Linked DNA regions of Gossypium hirsutum: region 1 is linked to region 2. A link is a contact called in public Hi-C data. All regions are on one chromosome and are shown on one strand. The core of a region is the stretch at or near the end of the contact, and the rest is flanking DNA. Distances in the headings are between cores, read along the strand shown.

The links. Hi-C and Micro-C count contacts between places; a contact is called where the count stands out from the background.
Region 1: a Hi-C map of leaf shows a contact between it and region 2, with 2.8 times the contacts expected there. The contact joins the promoter of LOC107949479 here to the promoter of LOC107949460 in region 2. A contact is called at or near these places in 4 of 34 Hi-C or Micro-C datasets (all in leaf).

Annotation. Positions count from the first base shown.
Region 1 is chrD01:33,077,335-33,080,863 of Gossypium_hirsutum_v2.1, forward strand. It overlaps LOC107949479 (UTP--glucose-1-phosphate uridylyltransferase), which reads right to left and starts at 1,885. Exons shown (of 4, transcript XR_005908960.1): 1 at 1,618-1,885; 2 at 352-1,324; 3 at 114-222.
Region 2 is chrD01:32,804,999-32,808,547 of Gossypium_hirsutum_v2.1, forward strand. It overlaps LOC107949460 (transcription initiation factor TFIID subunit 12), which reads right to left and starts at 1,304. Exons shown (of 9, transcript XM_016884113.2): 1 at 629-1,304; 2 at 382-537. The coding sequence starts at 1,132.

The sequences.
Region 1 (3,529 bases), core at 635-3,134, 270 kb after region 2:
CATTTATGTAGAGGCAAGTCTTTAATATATAACTATGGAATCATCAAGAAATGCTTCTCTTTTCTTAGAAAAAAAATAAGTATCAAACTTCCAGAAGTTAGATAATTACTTACTTGGGACCACCGAAACCCATATTCTTTCCCAAAGCTCCATTATACTTCACCACAACAAGCTTATCCAAAAGCTGTTTAGATTCAGCAATATCTGCTGAACTCTAATGTACTGTTATATTTTTCTTGATGTTATATTTGGAATACAATAAATTCACAAGTAGAAGAATAATGAGAAAATATTACCACAAGACATAGGTGCTAAGTTATTATAAGGAACAACAAGCACTTCATCACTTACACTGCCTTCGCTCTCACTTGTGCTCTCTACTTGGTCCCTTTAATCAAATATCGGATTTCAAGTAAACCAGACAATTGGAAATAGTTCCAATAACAAAACAAAGAATAGAAGAAACAATGCAACAGCAAACCATGAAAACTCAACTCGTATAAAATAGACAAACTTCAGAGCAAGAATTCTAGACAGAGACTACAAAATAAGAAATAAACCTATCATTCTGCACAATTATCAGAAGTAAACCGATAAGAACTGGGAAAAGGATATTCTCTCTATACTAAGATCCTCAATCAAGCTACTTAAGTAAGGAACCACTTAGTAATAACTCAAGATTCTGTCATCTATATATCGAGAAACTCATGTCCACAACTCAAAATCACTCTTAAATCATCCATCAAGCACATCCAATCTTACAACAATTACTGCCAACAAACTTAGCCGGTCTCTTATTTCCTCTCTAGTTAAATTAATAAAATTAACATCCAATGCACACCTTATAACCTACGATTTTTATACTCAATTTCGGTCACAGAAACCACAGTTCAGAGATAAAACCCACCCTTTCCACCAAAATTAGAGAAAAAAAGAAAAAGAATCCATCCTATCAAAACATTCAAATATCAAACCCAGAAAAAGAAACTTTAAAAATATAATAAAAACATACTTGATTGTAGCCTTCTTCCCAGTCCCTTTTGCTCCATTTTTTTCTTCTCCAACATAAGACATTTAGTTATCATGTTACATATCAAGTAAACGAATTGAACAGAATCATTGGTCGGTATTGGATAAGTAGCCTTCTTATATTGTTTCAATATATAAAACTATATATTGTTACATTAATGTTCTCTGGACCAGCAATCTCTGCATCTAGTTGAGTACCATCTGCAGTATTTCCAGCACTGGTATTTCTTTTTCCTATTTCCTCCAAAGTTACAGATCCCTTCTCAGGTTTCTTCTGCTTGTCACATTCAGAAACCTACCAAAACAGACCATGCTAAATGTAAAAACAAATAATTTCCTTTCTAGACTAGAAAAGAACATTTGAAAAACTTTGGGCTTGAAGACATAAATAAACTCTACATTCATCTTTTCCCTTGAAAAATAATCTAGAGTTATATGTCATTCCACATTGAAAAACTGGTCTATGAAGAAAAATGAACGAACAATTCATCTTGTTATAAAAACAAATACAAATACCCAGAATCCAAAATCAGCGTTATAAAAACAAAAGAACAGGAAAATCGAGAAGATAGGAAAACTCGTTCTTACAGCTTGTATGTTCCTATCCTCATCGTCAAAAAAGAGCATTGAGTTGAAGGGATTTCCAGTCCTTGAGTGAATTCTCTGGAAATGATCGATCTACTCAAACCTCAAAGTGAAGAAGAAATTGGGAGAGGCGCAATTTAGGGTTTGGATTTGGTTGAAAAATGAGAGCATTTTAACCATAAGAGGGGTTGTTTGCCCTAGATTTGGTACGGCGCCGTTTATCTTCTCTTGAAATGGTGTCGATTTTGATCTGTTTTTGGGGAAATGGTGTGATTTTTTTAAATTAAAATGATTTTTTTTGCGGCTTACCTTTTGCAGAGTTTGTATAAAAATACCACAAAAATTAATTTATTTTGAACAAAACGACGTCGTTTGTATATAGTAACGACGTTTTTTTGCTAAAAACGCCGCTAAAGCTCGCATATTTTTAATATTTAATTATTGTATCTTTCATATAAATTTTAAATAAATAATTATTAAATTTTAAGTAATATTTATAAGAATTAGATAAAATTATAAAATTTAGTTTTTTATTTCAATTTTATTTTTGTATTTTATTTTTATTTCTTATAATTTGGTCCTATCCAAATTAAATAATTACCTATATATCCATATCAATCTATTAATTTTTTTAACTTATTTATTAATTCTATTTAAACTAATATTTAAATATATTAAATGGTTTAGATTAAATATTTTTAAATATAAAGGCATTAATTAATTGTATAAAATTTTATCATTTAACAAATCTCAAGTAAACCTTAACCTTAAACCCTAAATTAACCATTCAATACATATAAAGTCTATTTATTATATTCTCTTAAATAATTTAATTTCAATATATTAAATTTATTATTATCTCTTTTACAATTATATAAAAACATATTTAATATATTAATTAAAAAATAACTAATCTAAACCCTAACTCGACTCTTAAATCCCTAAACCCTAAATCCCTAACTCTTAACCCTTAACCCCTAACCCCTAACCCCTAACCCCTAAACCTTAAATCTCAACCCTTAAACCATAATCCCTAAATCCATACTTCCTAAACCTTACACTATTAACTCCTAAACCGGCCTTAAATCTTAAATTAGTCATATACCCTAAACCAAAAACCCTAAACTATAGTGATAATTAATTCAATATTTTAAAATTAATACTATCTCTTTTACGATTATATAAGAAATTATTTAATATATAAATTAAAAAACAATTAGTAATGTACCCAAAAAAATTTAAAATTATTTTAAATAATAGTATTTTAATTTTTCCATTTTTAACAAATATTTTTTTATGTTTTTTATTTCAAATTATTTCTACGTGTCATTATTTCAAATTTATCCATTTTTAACAAATATTCAATTAAAAATAAATTGAATTTTAATTAATATAAATAAACCATTAAATAGTAAATAGACAGATAAAATGTTTTTGCGGCGCTTTTTCAGAAACGCCGCTAAATCCCTGAGCATTAGCGGCGCTTTTTTAAAAAAGCCGCTAAATCCCCTAGCAGTAGCGGCGCTTTTTCAAAAACGTCGCTAAATCCCTGAGCATTAGCGGTGCTTTTTCAAAAACGCCGCTAAAGCCCCGGCATTAGCGGCACCTTTACAAAAACGCCGCTAAAGCCTCGAGCATTAGCGACGCTTTCCAAAAAATGCCGCTAAAGCCCCGAGCATTAGGGGCGCTTTTCCAAAAACGCCGCTAAAGCCCCGAAAGGTAAAAAATGATATCGTTTGGCAATGCTAATTTTTAGAGGAAAGCGCCGCTAATGCTCGATCTTTAGCTGCGTTTTACGTAAAGTGCCACTAATGCTCGATTTTTAGCGGTGTTTTTTGTCTAAACGCCGCTAAAAGCTTGTTTTGCTGTAGTGATGTAAGTCTTCATACATGCATAAAATGGAAGGAAGAATGGT
Region 2 (3,549 bases), core at 54-2,553:
TCTGGCTATGAAGCCAAGAGGTTGTTGGCAACCACAATGTGTTATATAGTAGATAATAACACCTTAGCTCTCTTGACGAACTCCTTAAAGCAGCTTACTTCAACCTACCAATACTATATTCAAATTAAGATTAAAAATAATAATACAAGTCAGGGAGAAAGGATTAGTATTTTCTAGATTCAACCAACAGTTCTAAGCAGCCTTAAAAATCTAAAACATTATTAAGAACTCTATTAAAATATGCTAAAACTGTTATTACTGCGACCATTTAAATTCAACTAACATTTTTTAGCATTATTAGAACATTATTGACAAAAAATCAATGTCATTTAAATTAATAAAAAGAAATAATATACATTAATCCTTAAAAATAATACTAACTTGGGTAGAAGGGGACTGGCTAGTTGGTGAAGATGTTGGTCTAAGAGATGATTGCAAAGGCCTTTGTTGATGCTGAGCAGAAATCCCACCTGGTCTCATTTGTGAACTTGAACCAACTGATGATCCCATCCCTATTCCTCGCATCATTGGCCTTGCCTATGAAAAAGAAATATCACAAGAAGAGGAAATTTCAGCATCAAAAGCTCAAAATCGTGAGTGAAAATAACCCACAAGCTTAAAATCCAACCTGGGAAACATTGGAACTAGAGGTTCCACCGAAGGAATGGCCAAAGGAACCGGTAAACGGAGTGGATTGCGGAGGTGAAGGAGAAGGAGGCGAGGGGCCAGAATGGGACGAAGGAACACCGAGGGCAATGCTGCCTCGCGGCTGAGAGGAAAGTGAAGGGGAAGGAGACGATGAGGCGGAAGGAGAAGAGGAAGAGAAATGAGTGAACTGGGCAGAGTGCTGTTGCCATGGCCTCGAGAATGCAGCGGCGGATCTTGGCTGATGAGAGGGGAGAGCTGGTTTAGGCTGCGGCGGCTGTTTCGGTGGTGGTATGGCGGAAGGTAAGGGTTTCGGGATAGGGTTGGGGTTAGGGTTAGGGATTGCGGTAGAGGATGTTGAGGACGGGGGCGTTGGCGTTGTTTGTTGTTGAATTTGTGGCTGCGGCTGTGGTTGCGGAGGTGGGTCGACGGCGGAGGAAGGAGGAGGAGCATTAGGGGTTGGCGGCGGTGGTTGCTGTTGGTCCATCAGGAGTGCAAGGATGGAAGGATTGAAGAGGAAGTTTAGTTGGTTTATCAACTGTAGACGAGCTCTCTTTTTCCTCTCTGAACTTTTAAAACACACATTAAAATAAGCTATTGGATAAACTACAAATTTAGATCTTAATTTTATAAATTTGTCAATTTAATCCTATTTCTTTGTTTCGGGGTTTGAATGAAAATGTTTGCACTAAATATAAGGAAAGGAGTTATAAATATTGCTTATAATATCTGCAAACTTTCTATGGGGATTGGATAGTTGTAATCTTCAAATTTATTTATTATCTGTATTAAATTGGATAATTGTAATCTGTTTTTATTGGATTTATTTTCCAGTTCATTAAACTATCATCATTTAAACAAAATCTCACCATTCTGCATCTAATCTCCCTTGCTTAATACACTTAATGCATCAAAATAGGTATCATCATTTTAGATACTACTAAATGTTTTAATTAATATTATTAATTCCTTAAATATTCTCATTTGGATCATTTATAAATTTTCTTTCGACCGTTTTATTAAGGGTTAAAGTAAAAATTTATCAACGGTTTTAAAAAGTTGATTGACAAGGAAGCATAAAGAATGGTCAAAGAAAAAAGCTCTTAAAATATGCAAAATTCTGATAACGGAGGTGCTAGTGATTCTAGATCTGATGGGGATCGGAACACTAAGAAAGTGAGATTAAGGAAGGAATCGATGGAGAGGTTGCTACTATGGTTGTGGACTCTTATCTAATCCCGAATTTGTCTTGGAAGGACAAGCTTTTAGGGGGAGGAGCAGTCATTTTTGGTATGGCTTGTAATGACCCTAGCGAGGGAAGTGAAAGTGATTTTGAGTTGTTAGAAGGTGATGTGAGTACGACCATGGTCAATGGGATTCCAGCAATTGTCTTCTCGGACAGTATTTAAGAAATTCTCTTCAAAGAGATGGAATTGACGGTCGTACTCAAGCTTTTAGGGCGAAGCATTGGCTATAACACTCTTCATAATCAAATAAGCAGCCTATGGAAACCTACAAAACCATTCCATCTCATGGACATAGAAAACAATTATTTTTTTGTTAGGTTTCAGAACAATAAAGATTATAATCGAGTATTGACTCAGGGACCATGGATCATTTACGGCCAGTACCTTACTGTTCAACCTTGGACTAAAGATTTTACTTCATCGTAGCCATATCCCAGCGTGGTGATGGCTTGGACCCGGCTATCGAAACTCTCGAGATTTATATATAAATCGAAGACATAGAGGTCATCAGGGGGCTAGTCGAAAAAGTGGCAAAACTGGATTTTTTAAACTGATAGCAGAACCAGAGGCCAGTTCGCTCGTCTGGCTATGTTTATTAACATTGACAAGCATTTTCTTTCTCAGGTTATGGTCGACGGCATCGTCTAATGAGTGGAATATGAGGCGCTTCAACAATATGTTTTTTTACAGTAAGTACGGGCACGTCAAGGATTTGTGCCTGTCAGTGGTGGTAAATCTGACCTAGAAAAGTAATGTAGAAGCAGTGGTTGCTAACTTAAGCGAGGTCGTCGGTGGAGTAGAATGAAGGATAGGATCGGAGTACGGACCATGAATATTGGTGAAAAGGAAATCACAGCGTAGTCAAAGGGATTTACGGGATAATGACGTGGTGAAAACTAGGAAGGAACCGTTAGGATCCAGATTCATGGCACTAAATGCGGTGGGGGAGATGGGAAATGGTAATGGTGAGGCTGATGAAGGAATTTCAGGGGGAAAGGAGAAGGAGAAGGCGAATAAGGCTTTGGGTGGTAATAAGGCTAAGGTTAAGGAAATGCCTAAAGAAGGTTTGAGCTTTAGTAATGGTGCAGGCCGTGGGGGAAGTGCAGGCCTTAAGTCCTCTATGGGGCCTGCTAAGCCTACTAGTTTTGGTAGTATGAGGACTGTTAATTTAGGCTCAAATCTAGTGGTTTACTAGAAAAAATAATGGGAAAAAGACTCATGCTGGCAGTTGGACTTAGCCAGGATAGTGAGGGGTCTGCTAATAAAGATATATCCAAATCTAACTCAAATTCTTTTCATTGGACATGCAGGTTTGGCCCAGGATGATTCGACTAATGATGGCTTGGATATCGAAGTAGATGGTCAAAGTGATATGGATTCAGGGGTTTAGGAAAACATTAATTTTGGAAATTTTGAGGAAAATAAAACACACTATAATTCCACATTTAAAGAATTAGAGGGAATTGGAGTCCTAATAACCGATGGCGTCCTTGATCCAGGAAAACATTCAGCAGTGATTTTCTAGAAAGATTTCCACTTAAACCAGCAGGGTATTTCAGTCAACTGATCTTTAAAGACATTAGATACGGATACTTCAGGCCCTAAAGATAGCAAGAGTGGCAGTAGAGATATCATCGGTTGTAGTGGTCGAAAGCTT